2 separate regions of the Hordeum vulgare genome follow, and region 1 is linked to region 2. The links are chromatin contacts, called in public Hi-C maps. All regions are on one chromosome and are shown on one strand. Each heading gives the region's core, a stretch centred on a gene start, on an enhancer-like site or on the middle of the called end of the contact. The rest is flanking DNA. Distances are from core to core; before and after follow the strand shown. Region 1 holds the start of LOC123411558 (protein HEAT-STRESS-ASSOCIATED 32). Region 2 holds the start of LOC123407735 (50S ribosomal protein L24, chloroplastic).

Region 1 (2,729 bases), core at 15-2,514, 240 kb before region 2:
TCCTTGGCGCAGAAGATGCTCTGCCCAATCACCAGTGCTCACATACATGTCATGCTTGTGCGCTAAATCAGTGATCTCTCTGATCAGTTCCTTTCCCATCAAACTATGAGATCCACCGGAGAACTTCAGGCCATCAACAAAAGGACCGAGGGAATCCAATATTTCCTGAAATAAAATATGGCAGGCTTGAGAGTCTGCTATCAGGAATGTCTAGATATTGAAAAAGAAGCAGCATTATAATTAACAAGCACAGCAATTTAGTAAAGTGGGAACCCAGAAAGGAGCTACGGGTCTTTGTTCTGATATAATTATCTCTGTATCTTGAGAGCTTCTGCGAAATTCAGTAGTATGGTTCATCTTTCATTTTAAGAATGTGTGCATCATTTCATTTCATTCAAAAGGGTACAACATGGAGTCTGAAGTAAACTTAACCTGCAAAGAGGCCGTGATGAAGACATGAGGAAATTGTGCACAAAATACTAGAACAATGTCTGCTCATTTCACCATCACATATTTACATCCCGTTTGCGGGTGGAATTTATCTTATCCATCTTCTGCATCCCAATCACACTCACACCAAACAGACTTAGACACTGGCGGATCTGAGTGGCAGAACATACGAGTCTGCACCAAATTACCAACGAGCAGCAACCGTGCAACCTAAGTTGACTGAATAAACTGGAAACCCCTAAAAATGATCTGTAGATCGAACCCGTGGTCGTCTCACACACCAACTCGCCGACACGCGTCCGCTAATTCTACGCACCGCAGAAGTAATCGCACCGCTAGTTCAGGCCCCAGACGGGGCATCGACCTGTATTTGGTAGCAGCAAGCTGCTGGTTCCGAACGAGACGCGTGCACGCGGAGCCCGGTGGAAGGAATCAAATCCACGCGTCGCGGCCGCGGGCAGCGACGGACGGGCAAACGCGTGCAGCGTAGGCAGCGCTAGCATGAAATGGGGGTTGGGGTTTACCTGGAGCGCGTGGTGGGCGGGGCGGAAGGAGTAGCAGGGGCTCCTCATCTCCGTGACCCCGTAGCGGCGCGGCTTCTCCGGCCGGTCGTCGCCGGGGCCGCGCGCCTCCAGCGACAGCGCCACCACCTCCTCTCTCCACCCCCTCATCCTCGTCGTGCTCCTCCTCTCTCTTCTCTCCTCTCCTCTCCTCTCTCTTCTGCTGAGCGATCGGTGGACCGATAATGAGCAGGCAGGACGGACGGGGGAAGAGCGGAGAAGGAGGTGGAAGCTTGCCGCTGCTTCTAGAGAGAGACACTGTTTTTATTTTTATTTTTTTGAGGGCTTTCTAGAGAAACGGATGGGCCCGGCCGGTGGGTCTACAAGTTTCCAGTCTGCAGTGTGAGATGTGTTGTTGGGCCAGCCCGACTTATCGCTCATGTTCGAACGGGCCATTTATGTTCTCGGAAAAAGCCCAGCTCGAAGCTCAGAAAACAAATGTGCTCGGAAATAGCCCAGCCTAGCCAAGCTCTAAGTCATCTCAAATAAAAAAAAATAGTTGAAGTAAAAAAACAATCAGATCACGAACGGTTTTTACGGCAAATTTAGTTGGTAAACATGGTAACTTTCTCACAAAATATGAATTGGGAGGAAATTGACATGTTTAACTACTAAACTTGCCAAGCTCAAAGTCACCTCATGTCAACTAGAGTTGCCGTGAAATATGTTCACGTTGCCATGTTTAAAATCCAAACATTCGAAATTTACCGGGATCCTTTTTTAGAAAAAGACCACCAGAAACGAAAGTACCCTTCTATTCTCCAAGTGCATTCCCAGCTTCCTTTTCTGAAATTTCTCCAAAAAAAAGCTTCCTTTTCTGGAAAAAAAAAAAGATCCTTATATGTTTTAAAGGTTTTGTGTCCTTGTCACGTCTTGCCTTGCAGGGTAGGCAAGGTTGCGCAGAATAGAAATCACAAGGCTCACCTTAGTTTCAACCGCTGACACCAGAGAGCCTGTGGTGTTTCAGTCCCAAGCATTGTCGGTTTCCGACCCTGCAGACCGTGCCCGGCACTTCTGACAAACTCAAGGTGCTCTTCGATGGGCTGTTTACCTAACACGTGAGGAAGGATGCGACTCGGTGATCTTTGCCTCCCATTGCCTTTCTCTGGTGCAGAGGTTTAATTCTCGTGTTCGTGGCCGTTCGTTGGTGGATGCTGTAGTGGCCGATTGTCTTTCTCTGGTGCAGAGGGTTAATTCTCGTGTTCGTGGCCGTTCGTTGGTGGGTGTTGTAGTGGCCGATTGCCTTTCTCTGGTGCAGAGGGTTAATTCTCGTGTTCGTGGCCGTTCGTTGGTGGGTGCTGTAGTGGCCGATTGCCTTTCTCTGGTGCAGAGGGTTAATTCTCGTGTTTGTGGCCGTTCGTTGGTGGGTGCTATAGTAGCGGACATTGAGGATGGCGCGTCGCACATCTCCTCTGTTCGATTCAAGCATACTCGTCAGCGGTCTAATGTTTTAGCCCATAACTTAGCTAAGTCGTGTATGAACTGTAATTGTCTCTGTTTTTCCTTTTACTCCGGAGTGTATCCAGGAGACTCTATCTAGCCTTGTTGATTGATTAATAAAGTGCCGATGTTTCTGAAAAAAAAAAGTTGCGTAAAACAAAAGCCACACGGCCTAACACAAGAATTTTTATTCCCTGTATATAAATGTGCTCTGAAAACACCATAGCTCCACACTACGAGGCCACAAGGCTTACTGCCAATTCTTTCAGCCTGTGGAAA
Region 2 (2,700 bases), core at 45-2,544:
TCACTATCACAGTGCTGTTGTGCTTGTAAAGCCGTACGACTTCCCCAACTTTACCTTTTTCACGACCTGCAATGACTTGCACTGTGTCGCCGACCCTAACATGCATCTTGTGCAGCATAGGAAGACTGTTTGGCTTGCACTTCTTCCGTTCCCATCGCTTAAGCTGCAGTAGAGAAGTGGGTGATTTAACAGTAACTATAGCTAACAAAGTGAGAGATGTTGAACCCAGATTGGTACTTACCCGCATTTCAATTGGGCTTGTCTTGGCCATGAATCTGACCTGCATAACAAATTTATGTACAGCTTGTTAAAGTTTCATACGAAAAATGAAACATATTGATTCACTTCAAAGAAAATGCGAAAGGACACATTTATCAGTTATGTCGCAGACGCACACAGAGATCATGACACATACCTTACTTTCTAGCATAAGATTTTTTCTTCTTTTCTTGTTTTAATATGTTAGCATGAGTTATCACGTAACTACCAAAGCTTTGTCAGTATCACTTCACTTAGCAGCAATTAGATGGTCTCAGAATTCAGTAGGATTATGCCCTCCTTTTCTTATTTGTTACTAGGAATTAGCCATGGACGAAATTGTCCAATGAAGAGGGTAAAGTAGGCTATTTTCAAGAGGCAACAACAACAACATGTGTTCAGCACAATCAGTGCCATTTTGGGTCAAGAAGTATAACCGATGCTATGCTTACAAGTTAGTTTCAACAAAGGGATTCCAACAGTGAATTAAGCTAGCTGTTATTTTCCATGTACCCGTCATTTTGTGATTGATAGAGTGGGAACTTTTTTTGCTGGCAAGTCATATGCGATGGTATGTTTCCAACAGCCAGAAGGTTAGAACAAAACCCAGTCCCCGGTCTCACTATGCCTGACAAGAGAATACAACAGCAGAAATGAACATGAAGCGCGGGTACAAGCCTGCCGAGACATGGTCTGAGTACCGTCGGCACACTACATCCGCATCGACCTCTGGAGCTCTAACAAACCCCAATGCGGGGTGGCATCTCCGGCGGCGGGGAGAGGGGAATACAGGACGGAGAGAAGGCGGCACGGATTAGTTACCCCAGACGGCGCGGAGGAGAAGGTGGCGGCGAGCGGGTTGCCCCAGAAGGCGCTGGTGCTCGCGGCCGAGACGGAGAGCGCCCCCATGGCGCCCTGCAGCGCCGCCATGCCGGCCATCGTCGCCGCCGGTCCTCACTCGCTCAGGCCGCGGAGAGAAAGCAGGGGGGCAGCGGATAACGAAGGAAGCTCCTCTGCGTTCCCGGACAGGATAACGGAGGCGCCTCCCTCCCTCTTGCCCAGTTTATAGATGGGCTTCGGTGCTCAACGGGCCGGGCCTAAGCTAAGGCTCGGATGGGCTCATAAGGTACGGATGCCGCGCAGCCCGGCCCACCGTCCGCTCGTCGTCTTCCCCGCGGCGTCAGCCAGCCGTCGGCGTCGGCGTCACGAGGGGGACGCGCGGGCTCCCCTCCTCCTCCTCCTCCCCCTCGCGGCGCCACGCGCCACGCTCCGCATGGCAGTTTCTTGCTTCCCCCGGACTCCCGGGGAGCCCCGCTGGCCCTCCGCCCGCCGACGCGAGCAAGCCAAGCGACGGTTGCCGCCGAGGCAAGCAGCAAAACCCACCCCTCATCCTCTCCCTCTCCATTTTTCTACGGATTGCCGGCAAAAAGCTGCCCTCTTTTCAGCGGGGCGTAGCAATCGCGGCACGGTGATTGTCCATATTTTTTTGCTTGGGCGGTGGCGGTGGGCGACGACGTGGATGGATCAGCCTCGCGCCGGCCCTTCCCAATCTTCGGAAAGGACTAGAGGGGGAGGAGGAGGAGGGCGACGCGCCACCGCTGTCCGCTGATATATTCGGCCCTCTCACCCAAGATTCCCAGTCCAGACCTGTTCCCCAACCCAACGGCCGCGTTTCTCTGCATTATTTTTCAACAAAGGTGAATCATGGACACCACGTTGCATTTGCATATCCGGCCATTATCGCCGGATTACAGCCGACGCGAGCGCGGGTAGTTGCGCCGCGCTGCCTTCTCGGGCGGTTGGGCAAGCGCTCGTTCCACCGCATGCATCGCCATCGCCGGATCGATCCTATCCCTTTCCTGCAACTACCATCCAAGATGCTAAACTGTTTATCCTCAATTGTTCCTGCCGTGCAAGCAAGCCGTTGTGTTTCCCACGGGATAAGCGTGAGTGCGACTACGAATAGAGCTGAATTTGTCGAGTGCCCAATCTTTCCCTAGATTCTTGCCTCGCTGCTTCGTCCATTCCCGAAACTGGTGCTGACTTTGGCTCATGTTGTGGCTACTTGTTTAGTCGGCTTGCATACGGCGCTGCCAAACCAAATGGATAACAATTGGTCGCCTATTTTATCCGATAATAATCGCTGTACCTATCACTTGGCACCATGGCAATGATAAACTATCTTTAATATCTTGAGGGGATCAGGACGCTACTTTATTTAGTAGTAATAAGGGAAAAAGAGGGCATCATCTTGCTAATAATGTGGCCTTCCCTTCCCTCCCCTCCATGCTGGTAGTTCTATGTAGTAAGAACTTGGCACAATTCCCAGACCGGAGTACATTCCGAACGCGCTCGGGCTTATCCGTGCAGTCATGATCCATGAATCCTGGAGCCTGAGATGCTTGCGCGCAAGCAAAGGTTTCCTTTGCTTCACTCATGCCA

What was found. Hi-C and Micro-C count contacts between places; a contact is called where the count stands out from the background.
Region 1: a contact with region 2 is called in a Hi-C map of leaf, with 4 times the contacts expected there. The contact joins the promoter of LOC123411558 here to the promoter of LOC123407735 in region 2. A contact is called at or near these places in 3 of 6 Hi-C or Micro-C datasets (leaf and seedling) and 1 of 1 datasets of contacts at active chromatin or transcription factors (embryo).

The regions. Positions count from the first base shown.
Region 1 is chr7H:584,072,104-584,074,832 of MorexV3_pseudomolecules_assembly, reverse strand. LOC123411558 (protein HEAT-STRESS-ASSOCIATED 32) reads right to left here and starts at 1,264. Exons shown (of 5, transcript XM_045104524.1): 1 at 975-1,264; 2 at 1-165. The coding sequence starts at 1,121.
Region 2 is chr7H:583,829,166-583,831,865 of MorexV3_pseudomolecules_assembly, reverse strand. It overlaps LOC123407735 (50S ribosomal protein L24, chloroplastic), which reads right to left and starts at 1,294. Exons shown (of 4, transcript XM_045100935.1): 1 at 1,081-1,294; 2 at 242-280; 3 at 1-163. The coding sequence starts at 1,197.